Regions from separate parts of the Capra hircus genome. Here region 2 is linked to region 1. A link is a contact called in public Hi-C data. All regions are on one chromosome and are shown on one strand. Each heading gives the region's core, a stretch centred on a gene start, on an enhancer-like site or on the middle of the called end of the contact. The rest is flanking DNA. Distances are from core to core; before and after follow the strand shown. Region 1 has its middle 110 kb from the start of TRNAC-GCA. Region 2 holds the start of TBL1XR1 (F-box-like/WD repeat-containing protein TBL1XR1).

What was found. A called contact is a pair of places that touch in the nucleus more often than the background predicts.
Region 2: a contact with region 1 is called in a Hi-C map of blood, with 4 times the contacts expected there. The contact joins the promoter of TBL1XR1 here to the enhancer-like site in region 1. A contact is called at or near these places in 3 of 5 Hi-C or Micro-C datasets (all in blood).

What each region holds. Positions count from the first base shown.
Region 1 is chr1:89,358,632-89,363,442 of ARS1.2, forward strand. No RefSeq gene overlaps it. Among named protein-coding and RNA genes, the nearest start is that of TRNAC-GCA, 110 kb to the left of the region's middle. Within about 2 kb of position 2,845, at least 5 of the 5 cell types and tissues checked have an H3K27ac peak or open chromatin away from gene starts, as enhancers often do.
Region 2 is chr1:89,482,373-89,487,183 of ARS1.2, forward strand. TBL1XR1 (F-box-like/WD repeat-containing protein TBL1XR1) reads left to right here and starts at 2,605. Exons shown (of 17, transcript XM_018047615.1): 1 at 2,605-2,839.

The DNA of each region.
Region 1 (4,811 bases), core at 1,595-4,094:
CCTAAACCTCCAGTATGCAGTCTCCGTTTCCTGCTCCTCAAAGTGCACCCTATATCCAAGAACTGTTTGTTACATTCCAGATGAGATGTGCATAGCAACTGAGAATAACACTGAGAAACATCTAGACAGAGTAATTCTGTGAATATAATTTTGTCTCTAGTAACAAAAAATTGGCCTTGCATCTTTATATATTTTGTAATTTATTTCTCTAATTTTTAAACAAAAATCTCAGTGAGCAATGGATTACAAATCTTGCCCACAGATAGTTTAACCTCTGTCGTGTCCTTTATCAAAGTAAATCATATCATATCATGTGATATGATAAAATAAACTGCTCAGTCATGTCTGACTCTTGGCGACCCCATGGATTACACTCTGCCAGGCTCCTCTGTCCATGGAATTTTCCAGGCAAGAATACTGGAGTAGGTTGACATTCCCTTCTCCAGGGCATCTTCCCAACCCAAGGATCAAACCTGTATCTCCTGCATCGGCAGCCGAATTCTTTACCATTGCGCCACCTGAGAAGCTCCTATCAAAGTAAAGTGTCTATTTTAAAATGCTGTCCTTTCTAAACCAAATCAGGGCTTGATAATTGAATGTTAGTCTCTGGAATCTTCACATTACTACCTGAAAAGACATAAGCCTATGAAATGTACCCAGTTCTATCCAGCTGACAGATGTCTGCCAATAAAGGCCTAGAAGCTAACCTCTCTTCCCCAGAGGAATGGAGGAAACATCCCTTCACTCCTGCAGGACTGTTTCTGGGCCCATCAAGCCATCAAATTTCTTCCAGGGTCAGTTGTGGGAGGAGTGGCCAGATGCCACAGGTCACCTGGAGTTCTTCTTCCTCGCCTCACCGGTACACAGGGACCTCTCATGTCTGTGCCAAGGGCATGCTCTCTGGCTGATGTCTGTGTGTCTGCCTCTTGGAACGTAAGCTCCTCTAGGACCAAGAATCATGCTTCTCGGTCTCCCCAGCTTAGTTCCATTGCACTGAGTTCTCCCCTCTTCCTAGCCAATACCGGCTCCATGCTCAGCAAAGGTGTCAGCCACCTAGTTCTGAAGCCTACATAGCTAGCAACCAGCTTCCTGCCCTGATGCTTCTGCCCAAGTGGTCCTCTGACCTTTGTCCTCCCCTGCTTAGGCAGAAGCTCTCGGACAGGAAGTTAGTTGTCCACTATTAATATCAAAGCTCAACATCCAGAACAAGATGGTTGACTTCCCTGTCTAGAGAGGACCTCTATTTGGGTCAGTCATGCCTAGAAGGGGCTTAGGCAAAGGCCGAAGGGCAGGCAGGCGAGAAAACAGAAGTGCTTCAAGATGTGAGAGCCTCTTCATCTTGACAACCAAAGGGTCAGACTCTCCAGTCTGCACACTCCTAAGGAGCTGAGGGAAACCCCCTAAGTACACAGTGCACTGGGAGCGGGAGAATCCCACCCATTGCACCCTAACACCTACTGAACCATTGTGGAGAGCTGGACTTCAGAAATTTCCAGCGCAAAATTGTAGGTGGGGGCAGGAGAGCTGTAGGGCAAGCCTGTGGAGGCGATTTTAGAAGTGCACACGTTGTAGGGAAATTTTTCCCTCAAGCCGTCTAGAGGGAAGTGGTCATGATCCACTACAAGTTCTCCTGAAATGATCAAGTGCACAGAGGCAAAGCACTACACTGCTGAGAAACATGGCTGCTTTGCTTCCTCCCCAGTCCCCAGGCAGCTCCAATGTACTTCATATCAGTAAGTGATCAGTCCCAGCCAAGGGTACAGAGGGATGTGATCAGGCCGGGAAGAACTGCACTCCCCTTCTAAGTCTCCAGATAGCCAGTTCCCTGCTGGTTGCCATTTTTTGCAATTTAAAATTTAAGAAAATTTAAATAGGATTAGCCCTGTGTGTGGAAGAGAAGAGCCTGTTTGATGAAACAGAAAAGGTACCATGTTGTGTAAGTTTTACATATTTTAACTGGGTGGTGTTTGTGTGTGTATCCACAGAACAAAGTGCAGTAATTATACACTTCGTTATTTAAGCCATTATAAGGACCATTACAACAGGAGGGAGGGGAGAGAATATCTAAAATACATTAAATGATTCTTAAAAGCTCATTCTAGGAAAAGGAAATGCCAGAGTAGTAAGATAAGGAGTCTTCATTAACAACAAATTCATCATTTCCCTCCTTCAAAATGAGACACTCTTCTAAGGCAGTTTGCTTGGAGAGTAGTTTTGCACCGTAAATCTGGGACATGTTTTTTATGTATGTGTTTGCTCTGCATGAGGCTTAAGAAAAACACAGCAACCAAACCACCCGAGCCAACCCTGGAGGGAAAGAGAAGACCTAATCACCCGTGATGGCGATTACATAATAGAGATTCGCACACACAAACCCCCAGAGTCTCAAAAGAATCAGCCTTTGGCTTCCTGTCATAAAAGATGCCTTTTTTTCCTTTGTGAGGATCACTAAAAATGCTTCCTAAAGACCAAGTGGATGTCTTTGGTAGAAATAGAGGTCACTTAGGAATGATTAAGTACACCCCCAGCCAACATGAAGCCTGTATCGATAACTAAAGTGCCTCTGCATTTAGCACAGCAAAAGCTCATAATCTGTTTCTAATCGGTGCCCTGAAGATGCTCCCAAGGAGGAAAAGGCCTGGCGTGGGTAGTCGCCCCGCGTCTCAGGCCCTCCCTGGGGCAGCCGGAGTGCTCCTCTCTTAGATAATGCCAGGTACTCTGGAAAGTAGCCGTGTAATAATACACAAACCCCTGATGATGTCAGCGTGTTATTGACTTTCCAAGTCTGAATGACTGAGCAGAGGAGCGGGGGTGGGGCGCGATCCATCCGGCAGCGCGGGGACCGGCCAAGCGAAAATGAGCTCGCGGACCAGGCCGGGGGGAGGGGCGGCAGCGGCTCAGCGCTCAGGCTCCGCCAAGGCGGCGTCGGTGTCCGCGGCCCAGCCCGGGCACGGCTCCGGGCTCCCGCTCCCGAGCTCTTTGCGTTTGGTCAAACACCTCTCCGGCAGAAATTGCTCAGGCCACCCCCCTTGACAACCACCACCCTCCCCCTCTCCCCCCGGCAGCTTTCACCACGTGGCCGAGCCGCCTTACAAAACGGGGAGCAGAGGGCTAGAAAGGGGGCCCCTGCCCTTCCCCTGCCCTACACCAGAGCCTGCCGCCCCAGCTGCGGTGAATTCGCAGATGTGACGGTCGCCGGCCGCAGAGTATTGCCCTCTGCTAGAGATCCCCTTGGAAATTGCACCTCAGCGGTGGTGACATTTTATGGGATGTGACTGGCTTCCTTTATGGCGCTGGGAGTGCAGGTGCCGGATTGTAGGTTCCTGTTCTCACCCTGCAAACCGACCACAGGGCGCCCAGTCATCTTCAAGGCTAGGTGTGAATCGGGCCAGGCTGCCCTTAAATGGAATTGCATTTGGAGGCCGGGATCTGGGGATAAGCACTCCAGGCTGGGGCGTGGCCTTCCCCACCAGGCCTCTGCCTCCCTTTCGGGCCTAGCAGCTCCTGCTGGCCCTCCGCCCTCCCGCGCACCCAGCTTCGCTGGGGGCATCTCTGGGACTAGGCACCTAGACCGCTGCCTGCTGGCGCAGCTCCCTCAGTCCCTCTCCTCGACCTGCTGAAACCCTCCCAGAAGTCCACGTCCGCAGAACTTCAACCCAACGCCCCAGGGCCAGACTGCTCCTCCTCAGAGCTCCAGCCTGCCTCTCCCCGCGTTCCCTGCCCCACCAGGTTTGTTCATGGAAGCCCCAGGCGGGCCCCCTGGTTCCCAGTCCTGTTCTACCCCTTATTAGCTGTGTGCGTGTAGACAGAGTGCTTAACCTCTCTGTATCCTTTATCCGTGGAAAGCGGGAAGCAGTAATCCCCGCAGTCACTGCTGGGAGGATTAAATGAAAGCCGGATTTCATAAGAGACTCCAGCCTTCGAATATTCCAGTCCTTTGCCTTCACTAGCAGTGTCATCTGTCAGGCCAGAGTCCCAGGGTGGTTTGCTGGACTGTGGGGCCCGCTGTTCCCCCTACCCTCCGGGCTCTCTAGAGCCCACTGACTCTCAGCGCCCCCCTCCCTCCACGGGGACCCTGGGAAGAGGCACTTTACTACCAAGGTTGGGGTGCCCTGGGGAATGTGCCTCTGACCTAAGCGCGTTCATGGCCTTTTCCCAAATCCTCTCCTCTGCCACCTTGCACGTGGTCCAAAAGTGAAGAGCTGACACTTTTAGTCCAATCAGAAGCCCCCTTGGAGAATTTTGAAACTGGAAGTGAAAAAGTCAGTTTCTCCCCGGGGCTAAAGCTGCAAAATGTTATAATGTTGGGAACCTTCTCTGTGACCATTTTCTGATCAAGTGGAGGAAAGACCAACCTGAAGACAGAGGTAGAGGGCCGGGAACAGGGACAGGCTGAGAAGGCAGAGCAGCCGAGGGAGGTCTGCCGTTGGCCGTGCAACTGCCTCTGTCCCTGAATCTTTGTGACAGCCCAGGAGTTTTACAACAAATTCCTCTTGTTGTTTACCTCAGTTTGCATTTTTAGTGCTTGAAACCAAAAGTCCTAATAATATACCAACATGGCATTTATTATTCTGACTTGTGCAATATCTTAGCTGAGTTCCAGACTAGCTCCCTAACTACCATAAACCCCCAGAAAGCAGAACTGTCTTTTACCCCTCCCCCACCCCCACCCCCCACGGTCAGTGCCTCATAACACGGTACTCCCTAAATGCTCTTCATAATGAATTGAGTGACATGTGAGTGCACAGGAAGTGTCCTGGAGGCTGTTGGAGGGGGAGCCTTCCACTGGTTCACTGAAAGGGGAAACATTA
Region 2 (4,811 bases), core at 1,355-3,854, 120 kb after region 1:
CAAAGGTCACTTCAAGTCTGTCTTCAGCAAGCACAGGGGAGGAAGTTCACTTTACTGGAACAAGTTTATGGCACAGGTCCCCACCTTTGGTGACTATTCTCATGATATTCAAATGAAGTCATTTATGCACAGAAATGCTTTATAAACTTCAAGGATGCAAACAAATTATTATTATTACCAATGTGATAGTAACAGTTTAGGAATTTCTGTTAGGAAAGATAGCAGCTTGGTGTAGGGTCTAAGAATTTCAGGCTGGAAGCCCTGGACCCTAGGGAGCTGAGGCAGGGTGGGCCCTGCCTTGTGAAGGGAGGGAGTGATGTCATTTCAAGGGAAGGTAAGTCTGGGATCCCTGGTTTGGAGATAACCCTGTCAAGAAACAGTGTGAGGAGTCCTCATTCACTAGATGGGCGGTTTGATTTTCCAGTAGCTACTGCCTGAACAGGACCCACGCACAGTGGCACAATGTGTAACTTCAAAACAAGCTGGGCCCATAGATGTGTTTCACTGGGTGGCTCAGATAATGAACCCTAGTTGTACTGAGATAGCTTACTAATTGAACAGAAGGTGATGCTTAGTTACATTTATATGTATTTCACTACAAATATTGACAAAAAAGTAAAATATTATATTTTCATTACTTCTGAAAAGAGCCTTTGCAAAAGGTGTTAGTTCTGCAGTCAGTCAGTCTGAGCTTCAGAATTCTTCTGATGCAAAACCAGCTCTCTTTGTGCTGTTTCCCTGTACACTCAACACAGTGTTTTGGAAACCTGCAGTTATCTAAATTCCCATCGGATGACATTGTTTAATCTAACATTCCCTCTTTCATATATGAAAATAGCTCTAAGGACAAACCACAGAGAGGCTTTGAACACTTTCTGGTGGTTGGGAGGGAGTTTCCAATCTCACTCCCTCTCTTCTGATGGTTTTCCTACCCGCTCCCCAACCTCCCCCAGCCAACATTCAAAGGTCTGTAAAGGCCTCCAGCACTTCCTTCAAGAACTCAACAGGGGCAAGAGCCTTTGACTTTGGCCAAAAAAGGGCACCTGTCTCATCACTGAGCTTATTAGGCCACCCAGAGTCCAGATGTGTAAAAGTTTGTCTTAATGAATTTTTTTTGGTGTGAGAATTTAGGTCTCTGATACTGAGAGGAAACTACCATTGCTTTACAATATTGACTACCCCAATTTCCAAATATGAAAGCACAAAAGTAGGAAAACAGAACCCCTTAACCTTTTAAAAAGGCTGCAAATTGTTATTTTACTTTGAAGACAGCAGTAACTGAAAATATTAACAAAAAAGGTTTCTTCCAGGCCAAATCTTAAAGGAGTAAGCTGCTTTTTTAATACCTTAGGCTTATACAAAGGTCCTAGAAAACCCCAAGCTCTGCTTTTTGAGGACCTTACACCAAACACATTTATTTCAAACCTGTGAAGTGCCACCCTTTTTAAAAACAACCCGCTGCCCTCACCAATATTGTTACATGATCACTCATCTAAGTTATAATCTATAAACCGCCTTGATGAGCTACACACATGCAAAAAGTAGACAAAGTGAATAAACTTCTACTGTCGATGCTGCCGTAGAGGTATGTATGTTTAGCAAACATTTAGTTCATTATTTTATTTTTGTAAAACGAGAACTGATCGACAAAACCTTTCAAACAGACCCACCAGACGATAAATACCACCATATGTTTAATTCACAGTACATTTGGGCATAAACACTTCAATTACAGCTTTGTGTTTAGTATCAAAACCCTTTTCTTGTGTGCGCGTGTTTTCTCCACAGAGCCGGTGCTCTGGATCACATTTTGAAAATCGCTTATTACAGATAAAGCCCCTTTCCAGGTAGGCTTCCGAGAAACATATGTATTTATGCACACAAAGGTGCGAGCAGCTCTTTTCCCAAACAAATGTCCATATGATGCCTGCGCCGCGCTCTCCGCACATGCTCACCGCGTGCGTGTGGCCCGCCGGCCGCGCCGCGCTGCCCGGGTGCGCGCGGGGCCAGGCCGCCCCCGACCGCGCCGGAGCCCGGCTGGCCTCCCCGGGAAAGTTAACCGGCGCCTCCCCGCCCCCACCCGGCCCGGAGGCGCCCCGCACCCGGCGGCGCGCGGCGGTGGGGGCGGGGCGGCCGGGGGCCCGGCGGCGCCTGGGAGCGCCCGCGGGTCTTGCTTTCTTTTTAAACGCCTGCGCCGCACCCGCCCAGCCCCCAGCGCCGCCGCGGCGGGCGGGAGGCAGAGGAGCGGGGCCGGCGGAGGCCCCCCCCGCCGCGCCGCCGCCGCCGCCTCCTCCCCGCGTCCGCCGCGCCCCTCCCCCGCCGGCCCCTCCCCCGCGCGCCCGCCCGGCGCAGGCCGCTCGGGTTTGTTTTGCTGCGCGGCCGCCGCCGCCGCCGCCGCGGGCCTCGCGAGCTCATTTGTGCCTGGCTGGTCCCCATTCCTCTCTCCCCAGTGTTGAGTGTCTGAGCCGTTGGCTGCTCCGAACCGTTTGGCTCTTTCCCTTAGTAACAGCTTTTACCTTCTGCCTCAATTCCTCTCCCCGCTCGCGCCCTTCCCCCGCGCGCCGCCTCCCCCCGCCGCCGGCCGCGTGCGCCCCCGCCCCTCCCCCCGCGGCGGGAGCACCTCCGCTCGCCACCTGGGGACCCGCGCCGCGCTCCCCGCCCCCGCCCGCCCGGCGCCCATCCCCCGCGCCCTCCGCTCGCCGGGGTTATAATTGCCTCTCACCCCCCGGAGGGGTTATTTTGGGGGTGGTTGGAGGTGGCGGCGGCGGCGAGGAGGGGAATTTCCTTGTGCCTCCATTCCCGGGAGGGGGGGAGCGGCGTCGGAGGCCACCGTTTCCAGGTAAGCGCCAGGGGCCGGACCCCGGGGCTGGGGCGGCCGCGGGCCGGGGCGGGGGGCGCGGGCCGCGGTGGTCTGGGGGGCGCCAGGCCGCGGTGGTGGTGGGGGGGATGGGCGCAAGTGGAACATGCATTTTTCAACTTGGCCCTTCGGGGAGCTAGGGGTTTGATGGGGGAGGGGAGGGAGGGACGGCATTTAGGGTGCCCCATCCCCCCTTTTTGCTCTCCCAGGCTTCTTTGAAATGCTCACGTGCCTGCCCACCCCCTACCCTTTCCTGGTCCCGGGGGATCCTCACCCTTATTATGTTGTTGTCCCCGAAAATGTGCACGTCGGCCTGCTCCCCCTCTTCCACCCTTCGTGCATCTACACCCCCTTTTTGTGTGTGGTGTGTGTGTGTGTGTGTCTGTGGGGGAGGCTTTCAGGAAAGAATTTGCAGCAAATTGAATCAAGGAGCCATCATGAGGCCGACTCCTTGATAGCCTATTTTTAGCAGGGGAGAGGGCTTCGGTGCACGTTTTTTGGCGAAACCTCGGGCAGCGATGGAAGTCCGCGCCCCTCCCCCGGCGCGGCCCAGGCCCCGGCGCGGCGACCCCGGCCGGCGTGCGGGGGGCGGCTGTTGGGGCGCGCGTCCCGGGCGGGGGTGCAGGGGGGGAGGGGCGCGCGGCCGCAGGGCCGCACTCCGGGACGTGTTTATTTGTAACTTAGAGCTTTTTAGCGTCTTGAGGAGGCATTTGATAGAGCCTTTTTGAAGTTGGGTTCAGAAGTGTAGAATTGGCAAAGTTATTGCTAGCTTCCTGGTAAGTTTTGGGTGGCTCAGAGTCACATTATTTTCTGACAGTGTAAAGGCCACGTTGTGAGGGTGGTTTCTCGGTAACTTCCTCTTTGCAACCGATGTCATTTTTTGAACAGCAGCAGACTTTTATTTCAGTGAAATATTAATCTGAAATGGCAGCTCGAGGGAAGCCATGCGTGTGTGAGCGTGTTCAGTATTTTTGGAAGTTCCTAATTTGCTGAAATAGGCATCACTTTGCAGGGGCAACCGAGAATAAATTTGGGTTGTGAAAATGGTGTGTTTCATGTAAAATTTGAGTTGTAATGGCTTTTAAAAAACGCTCCCGTTCTTAGCTTGTCTAATGATATTCTCGAAAATAATGTGGTGATTACGAATGACTAAAGTGTTGGAACCAAGTTAAAAACTAGATTTTTCTGTGTCTGGAGTTTGCTTAAAACGGTGGACTGTGCGGGCATCAAGGTGAAGAGTTTTAGTGCCTATATGATTTATAGTTGACTGAGGGAAGTTGACTGTTGGCTTTCTGGTTTTCCAAGGAAGACCCTTCTGTTGATCTAAACAAGCTTGCTCATAAAATATGGTGGGTGAAATGTAGGTTATTTTTAGTCTGAATGGTTTAATTCCCCCTCCCCCATATAATTAGGTAATCATTTTCCTCCCCCCTTTTTTCCTAAAGACTCCTTTATCTGGTCGGATAATATGAGGCCCTGGTGGTGTTTTCATTTACTTAAAAAAAAAAAAGTGATAAATATCCTGATTACACGCTGAAGATACAGTGAGTGACTTTTTGGTTTTCCCAGTGTGGTTTATTTTCATTTTTGTTAAATCAGACTCATGCTGCATTGGTGTATTTTAGTAATCTTGACTTCCTGGGACTGTACGTTCTCACTCTTTTAATAAGTTTATAGTCTGGCGAAATAGGGCAGCTTTGTCTCCATGAAAACAGTGTGTATGTTGGGTTGTATCATGGGAGTTCATGGCAAGCAAGCTTCGGAAATTATCATTGAGCGCCGTTCTAGAAATAGTTAGCGTTTACCTGTGGAGGAGGGGCAGCAGAAAATATGCCTGAGAGTGGTTAGGCTTGTGATTTGTGTTTATACTTTTTGCTCTTAAATCGAGGTTTTCCTGCTGCTTTGGAATATATATGTTTTCACCCCAGTTCTGCTGTCTTGCACCATGTAATAT